Regions from separate parts of the Arabidopsis thaliana genome. Here region 1 is linked to region 2. Evidence: chromatin contacts called from public capture Hi-C data. All regions are on one chromosome and are shown on one strand. The core of a region is the stretch at or near the end of the contact, and the rest is flanking DNA. Distances in the headings are between cores, read along the strand shown.

Region 1 (4,109 bases), core at 1,311-3,810, 420 kb before region 2:
CGGAATTCGACGAGATTGTCGGAGAGTTTTACGGCGGTGAGTGGTGGCGATGAAGAAAAAGTTGGTGTTGATGATGAGTGAAAAGTGGGTTTGGTTTTTTACTTTTGGTGGCTCTTTTGTAATTAAATTTAGCTTTTGAGGTCTTCTTTTTTTTTGTTTTTGTTTAGTCTTTTACTTCATTTGGTTTTTGAATTTAGGAGAACGGTTACACTTGAAAGTTAATATGTAACTAAATTCCAAAAAAAAACAAATGTTACTCTATTGATGAAAAAAGCATCAAAAAACTTGTGATGAAATTTATGGCCGTATTAAATTGGGTAAGTAATTGAGAATGTAGTAGACCAACTTTTGGATTTATATATGTCTGGATTTGTAAATTTTTGAAAATATTACCTCCCTAGTTTAATTACCATTAAATGTTAGTTTCAACTAAGGGTTGGCATTCCGGTTTCGGATCGGATATTTTAAATTTTTAGATTTAGAGGTATAGAACCCGTTCGAGTAATTCTTGATTTCGGGTTCGGATTGGGTTTGGATTATACGAAGTTCTCAATAATCAAATATTATACCCAAATCGATCCAGACTACTCGAAAATACACAAGATATTTAAAACGTTGAACACTTTTTACCCAAATTTATTTAAAAAATGTATTAAATATCTAAAAATATTTTATTGATATGTTCGGATATCGGTTTGGATCGGATTCGGGTTCTGGTTTTCGTGTTTTGAAGTATAGAATCCGTTTGTATATTTTAAAATTTCAGGTTCGAATTCCGATCAGGTTTTTCGGATCGGATTCGGATCGGGTGCTTGGGTTCGGATATTATGTGGAACCTCTCAACTTCCTTTTTTACCTTTCCTATTAACCAATTCTAAACCCAAAACCTTCAAATCTCGGTTTGGTTTGGTTCAAGAAAACGATTTTGTTTTTAATACCATGCCTAATATTTACTATCTACTTTCATTCCTGAGATTTTTGGCAGTACAAAATAACATTTGTTTTGGCTATGTAATTACATTTTTTTGGGGACAAAATTCTTACTTTTATATTGGAATAATTTGTTTTAAAATGGTCTAAAAATGTGTCGGTGGTGACAGAAGTCCCTGGGAAAGCGGGACTTATCTCGCAATGTGGCTTCCCCTTTTCCAGCTCTATCACATACATTTAGCACTTCCAATTTTGTTTAACTTTAATTTCTAGAAACACTAAAAAACATATTTATTTGGTTCGTCCCATACACAGTTACTAGTGACAACTAATCATGTTTCGATTTATAAATACGATGTCTGAGTAGAGTTGAGTTCCATTTATGTTTTCCGGTGATATGAACAAAATTGAATGCCACTCGTTGGTGGTGGATCCATATATATACTATTATTATTGGAACACAATTTGAAGCATTGTTATACAAACGACCTAAAAACTACTATGAAGTTGAGTTAAAGAGCCAAAAAGTAAAGAATAAATATCAATAAACAAATTGGAAAACTGCCACACAAATAGGTCTTTTGCAAAGAAAAAATTAGAAGAGATTTTTGTTTATAGTATTACTCAGTATTAAAGAAAGCGGGTTAGACGGCCGTTTAGGCGTCCCGTAGGTAATAGGCGCCTTTGTACCGTTTCGACCTTTTTGAAATCGGTTTTGTCAAGTAAATTTGATGGATTATACGGATATTAAGCGGATCAGATGTTCATTTGGTGGATTTAGGCGGGGTAGGCGCATCTAAATATATTTAATATTTTAAAATTTTTTAAAAAATATATTTAAAATTGTGTTTAAAGATACCTATATTTTTATTATTTTATTTTACTTTAGTTTAAAATGTTAAATTTAAATGTAGTTTCAAAACTTTGATAATTTTTAGTTTTTTACAACAAATTTTCATCATTTTGTGTAGTAAAATATAATTATGTATTGTTTTATTCTAAAACCGCTTAAAATCGCCTAAATTTTGACTAAACGTTTTAGACACTAAACGGAGAGTCATTACCTATTTAGCGGCTAGCGCTTTCTCGAACAACTATAAAAATTTCGGGACCGATAGATGTTCGTGAGGCTAGTAGTTCGCTTCTGTTAACCGTTACCCTTCTTTAGTATACTTTTTTTCTTCTTTTTCTCTAGTATACTATATATTTTTTAATTACTCACGGTGCAATCGACGACAAACACCTTATATAATAAAAAAGTATATCAAAATTAAATATTTTATGTGTGTTAAAGTTATGATTCATAACTTATGAACAAGGTGATATCAAAATGGCCTTTTATCAAGGAAGTGCTACGGAGACCTCTAACTAAAGTAACGTATAAGTTTTGAGTATTATTATTGAGGGCATGGAAACGCGTGCAGATAAGAACCCAAGAACCTTCTTCAAGAATATACTGTTGGATCCGATGTCTCCGACGAGGCTCGTGGCTCAAGAACGGAGCTCAAGTCTTAAAGGTTAGTCTAGGTGCCACTAGCTTTCTTTATCACGTGCTGCACGTGAATAGTTTGCATATGTAACGAAGTAACGAACCAAAGAGAGAGGAGCTGAGAAAGTGAGTGAGAGAGATAGGTGTCGGTGACAGTGATAGTGGGGGTTCATTTTTTATGCCCTGTGCTCTTGAATGTAGTAGATGATAATTCGTCTACGTAAGATATGTATTATGGGCCTTCTATGGCCTACTAGGTTTCTTTCAAGTTGTAATGATTTGTTTCTTGGGTATGACACGAGTTGAACGATTTAGCGGTACATACATATGAGGAACAAACCTATAAGCTATAATCCCTATGATAAGTGCTTAACCATGATTGAACCATGGTCAAAGAGAAAAGAAGAATTGATAAGTGCGTTCCTTAGATTTAGGAGATCAAGCTCCACGTCTCCATATTCCCACTTTGTTAATTGTGTTCCTTGTTTCTAGGATTAGTTATCGTTCCCCTTTGCTTTCCTTTGTGTACTTAAAAGACTTCCAAGTCACGAGGAGGAATTAGACTTGAAATTTGACAAAACAGAGTTTATCTCTTTGGTGAAAATTTATTTTTAAATTATCATGCTATCACCCTAATATACACGATATATTATCTTCTTCTTTAAGAACATAACAACCAAAAGGGAATACTATAGAGAATTTGGGCCTCACAAATATTTAAGTGAAAGAAAAAATGTAGTTTCGTAAAGATAGAGTGTTTCAGTTTTGCGATGCCAAATTACCCTATTTTGTTGAGAGGCGTGTAGCAAACTGTTCCATTGCAGAGTCATCATTGAGATTTTGAAAACTTCTCGACATTGGTGTCGTTAACGCGACATTTTTTTCTCATGCTCCTCTCTTTTGCAATTTTGAACTTGAGAAAAAGCTATATAATAAGATGTCGATGAATTATAAATAGAGACTTATGTTACGAGATTGACACATTCACTTCTTGACATAAAAGAGAGTAAACACACAAACACGAGAAGTATAGGTAAAAGATGTTGCAAATGCATTACATAAAAGATATTGCAACAAAAATATATACACCCATTCCACAATTTTATTTTTGTTGATATCTGCACTTTGATCGGGGCTTTTATAATAGAGATAAGTTGGAAAGTAGACACTTTTTCTACAAATAATTTGCAAAATAGGTAGTTTTTTTAAACATATGAGAAATAGACACTTTTCTCTTTCCTCTCTAATACAACTTTTTGCCTAATAGAGATTTTAGTAAATGACTTATATAACCTTTTGTTATTTTGTTATGTAGTAAGATAAAGATAAAACTCAAATCAAATCTTACTTTTTATTTTTACTTTATTTGATGATATTTCTTCATAAAAATTTACCACATAATCATATTAGTTCTTAAAAATTTTATGTGAATCTAAAAAGTCTAATTTTGCTATATTTCAAAAATATGTAGCATTTTTTATTTAATCTCAGTCGACGGTGTACGTGATATTGTTAAAATTGGTGTACTAATGGTAGTATACAACAATAACGTAAAAATTAATATATAATTACTGATGTAGAAAATGATACACTGAATATAACAGTATACAAAATGATGTACATAGATGATGAAAATATGGTGTATATAATCTTACACCTTTAAAAATCTATGAGACAGTGTACTAACATT
Region 2 (4,189 bases), core at 1,350-3,849:
ATTTTGAACCACTGATTTAATGGTTAAAAATTAAAGCGTTTGCAAGAGTTTTATGATTGGTTAACCAGGAGGTGCTATTATGGTTAAACTAAAAAGAACAAAAAAATTATAATTAAAATATAAAATACCAAAAATATTATATTATTATGATAAATGAAAATCTTAAATATAACTAATAATAAAATAAAATTCTTCCTATTTATTCAAACTAATTAAATTTTATACTCAAATATGCATTTGCTTCATAAAAAAAAAACATCATCAAGTAATATGCAAATTACAAAATTAATGGTTATGACAAATTAAAAAAAAAAAAATTTCAATTTTTGGGTGTTCCGGATTAATAATATTATTACAATACTTAGTTAGTATCTTGTCATTCTTCTGTTTGGTTTCATACTATGATTTTGATAGAGAAAATAAATAACATTTTAAGAATAAAAATCACCATCATATATTTAAGTTTTTGGGAGAAGCTTACACTGAAAAGATGACATTGTTGATGTAATATGTAAACAAGCAAAAAATTATTACAACTAAGATGTCATTTTTGTTCTTTAAGGTCTAATTAAATTTATCTCTGAGGTATGATTACTCTCAAATCTCCAATGATCAATTCGATCCATGTCCCTATTTTTCTTTTGAAAGTGAATCTATTATCTATGTTTTTGGTTCAAGAGCTTATTTTCTAACTGAATAAAATCTTAGCATAAGATAACATCGAGGAAGAAGGTCAATGGAAAAAGAATCTTAAAGAAGAGACATTAAAGATTTTTGAGTTTCTTCCTCAAAATATTCAAGGATCTTATCAGATTTACTAAGTGTCATTGTGTATTTTAATCAATAACTAATAATCATGTGAGTACGTTCTATACTCCTAATAAAAAAAAAAATCAATTTTGAAATTTTGAAAAGCAAACAAACGTAACTTTTAGCTTTTTATGTCTCTTCATCATATGAATCAAATATGCATGTGGAACATTAAAATCAAAGATGATAACTCCATATAACATATTCTTAAGAATCTAAAATGACTTTAACCTCACCAGAATTAGCATATTATAATTTTTAACTCTTTTCATTTTTTTGTTTTTTAATGACTGTTCTAAATAGATGTTCGTAAAGCAAAATATTAGCTTCCAAAACTTATAAAGACTATATAGATCTTACTAAAAAAAATTAACAAATGCATTGTGTTCCCAATCACTTTTTGTAATGAATCTTTTTGTTCTACATATATTATGAATCATGACAAATAACATTTAATAAATTATATTAAAGAAAAAAGCCCGCGGCTTGGCGCGGGTTTCGCCCTAGTATTTGTAAAAACATGAACAAGATGGTGATCATATCCCTCTGCCAATCTAGAAACATTTCTTATCTCATCTTTCATTATGTGATTTATGATGTCTTCTTCCATTCTACTAGCTTCTCCTTCCAATATTAAGCAAGTGTGTAGTTTTCCAACTTGGGACTTAGGGTAGATTTGTTAGTTTGGATTGATGATTTTAGGGTTAGGATACTTAAGATTCATTCACTTGGATAAGATTAATGGCAAAAAAAAATCTTAGTTATCTTGTCCTAAATTATTAGATAATTTGTGCACCATGAATATCTTATCAAAACTGAATGAGTAATTCGACTTATATCAATGGAAGAAATATCACTATCTTACTGGCTTTTTAAAAATATAAAGTTACGTTCTCCTATGTTTGGTTTGGATCAAGAAACTTTCTGGTATCTGAAGTCCGATCCTAAAGCAAGTGGTTCACTACAAAATAAAGATTCTATCATTTTTGTATTAATATTTTGGTGACCAATCCATACTAATCCACACTTTTGGTGAAAGAATAGAGTTTCCAAATGCTTACCTCAATAATATATGCTCTAAAGTAATTATAAAAAACAATTTGGAAACATTTACTATATAAATTATAATTTAGTTTTATTTTTGATTTAATAGATAGGTAATATTATTGAATAGCCAAATAAAATATATAAATTAAGAAAATAGCAGAGAGAAAGATTTTTGTGGATATTTAAGTAATTACACGTATTTTCCAACATGTTTCCGACAAGTTAATCTAACATATAGTTAGGGCTTGATTAGTTCTCCCTCTGCCACCCGCAAACGCAGCGTTTGCGGGTGGTAGCGGTTGTTAGCGATTGGCACCAATCATAGAAACCGCTCGATACCGCTTTGGACCGCTCGAAATCGCCAGATTTCAAAAGCTCATTCCCGCAAGCGTTTGCGGTTGCGGGCGGTAGCGGTTAGGTTAAATTTTTTTATTATTTTTTAATTAATTAAAATAATCATGTCTTTCACCCAAACCCTATATATCTTATTCTTATTAGAAAACCCTAATCAATATATTGTAACCCTATTCTCTCAATTATGGCATCCACCCAAACAGAGGAAAATTAAAATCAAAATCAAGAATCAAACGTAAGTATGATCTATCCATTCATTAGCTAGTGTAATTCTCTGAGTATTTCATGGCATCGTTGTTTTTTTTATTTTGTATTTTTTTTTAGTTTTTTAATTGAATACATGTTTCGATTTGTTTTCTCAATTAGAAAATCATTTGGTCAGACGAGATGACCCGTTTCTTGTTAGAACTGATAACCCTAGAGAAACAAGCTGGAAATTATAGAGGCAAAAGTTTGATTGAGAAAGGAAAAGAAAATGTTCTTGTGAAATTTAAAAAACGATTTCCAATAACCTTAAATTGGAACAAAGTTAAGAACAGACTTGATACTTTAAAGAAGCAATACGAAATCTATCGTAAAATCATTTTTTGGGTCAACTGGTCTCGGAACTAATCAAAGGACAGGAAGTCTTGATGCCCCTGATCATTGGTGGAAAGATAAAATTAAGGTATGTTATCACATATGTATATGTTAATTTCTTATTTTATATTCTTATTTTGATTGGCTTTTGTTTTTGGTTTATTGGGCTTATCCTGAAGCTGCTAAACTTCGGTCGCATCCACTGCGGTTTATACCACTTCTTGATGTAGTCTTCCGAGATGAAACTGTTGTCGTTGAAGAGTCATGGCAACCAAGACGTGGTGTACATCGTCGTGCTCCAGTACTGGACTTAAGCGACAGTGAATGTCCAAACAATAATGGAGATGAGAGAGAAGATCTGATGCAAAATCGTGAACGTGATCATATGAGACCACCAACCCCAGATTGGATGTCACAAACCCCGATGGAAAATTCTCCAACTTCAGCTAACTCGGATCCGCCATTTGCATCACAAGAGAGATCTTCCACACACACTCAAGTGAAAAATGTAAGCAGGAACAGAAAGCGTAAACAAAATCCAGCAGACTCGACGCTCGACCGTATTGCTGCGACTATGAAAAAAATTTGAGTTGGAGATGTGTTAAAAATCGTTTGGATATCTTGAAGAAACTTTATCATATGTATAGAGGCAATCCGGAAAACCCGCGAGTTCAACGTTATTTACAGTTTATCACACTACTTGATGCAATTTTTGGTGATGTACCAAATGCATAAAGTATTAAGTTTTTTCTTACAAAATTTATTTATTTTTGAATTTAATATTTTATTTATGGTTTTAATTATTAAGCATGTTTAATTTTTCTAATATTATCAATTTATCATAATAATATATTGTATTTTTCTTTCTTTTAATAGTAATATATTATATTTATTTTGGTTTTTTATTTAATTACTATCGCACCTGCTGGTTTACCAGTCATAAAACTCCCGCAAACGCACTCATTATCAAACGCTCAACCAGTCGTTCAAAACGCTTGATAACGCTTAAAACCGCAACCGTCCGTTTCCGCAAACTCCCGCAACCGCAACCGCACCCACTGCGTTTAAACCAGTCAGGCCCTAAGTTTGTTCATTGTCTTTAAAAATTTGGCTATTTTGTGCATATTCACTTTTATTTTTCAGTATTTTTTTTTTTTTTTACGATTCTGGATACCCACGAATATCATGATGTTTTGTGTGGAATCATAGAGAGTATAAGTATTTGGACGGATCGGAATCTTGATTGGGACATCCAATAATTCTAGGGTATCCTGTTGTTGTCCATCATCCCTAATTCTCGAGAGTAATGACTTGAAAAAACTATTAGAAATCAAGTAACAATTTCTTAGTTGAAATGACTAGAAACAAATCCATAAAAAGCTCTAAAACGTGTTTGACC

What was found. Capture Hi-C pulls out chosen DNA fragments and counts their contacts.
Region 1: a capture Hi-C map of seedling shows a contact between it and region 2, with 2.1 times the contacts expected there. The contact joins the promoter of AT2G06445 here to the promoter of AT2G14755 in region 2. A contact is called at or near these places in 1 of 26 Hi-C or Micro-C datasets (root) and 1 of 3 other capture datasets (seedling).

The regions. Positions count from the first base shown.
Region 1 is chr2:6,739,764-6,743,872 of TAIR10.1, reverse strand. It overlaps AT2G06445 (a long non-coding RNA gene), which reads right to left and starts at 2,560. Exons shown (of 1, transcript NR_140144.1): 1 at 2,318-2,560. It overlaps AT2G15440 (polysaccharide biosynthesis protein (DUF579)), which reads left to right. Exons shown (of 1, transcript NM_127104.3): 1 at 1-345. The coding sequence ends at 81.
Region 2 is chr2:6,315,997-6,320,185 of TAIR10.1, reverse strand. It overlaps AT2G14755 (Myb/SANT-like DNA-binding domain protein), which reads left to right and starts at 2,599. Exons shown (of 2, transcript NM_001335437.1): 1 at 2,599-2,785; 2 at 2,970-3,442. The coding sequence starts at 2,599. The coding sequence ends at 3,379. It overlaps APK (APS kinase), which reads right to left. Exons shown (of 7, transcript NM_127039.4): 7 at 4,139-4,189.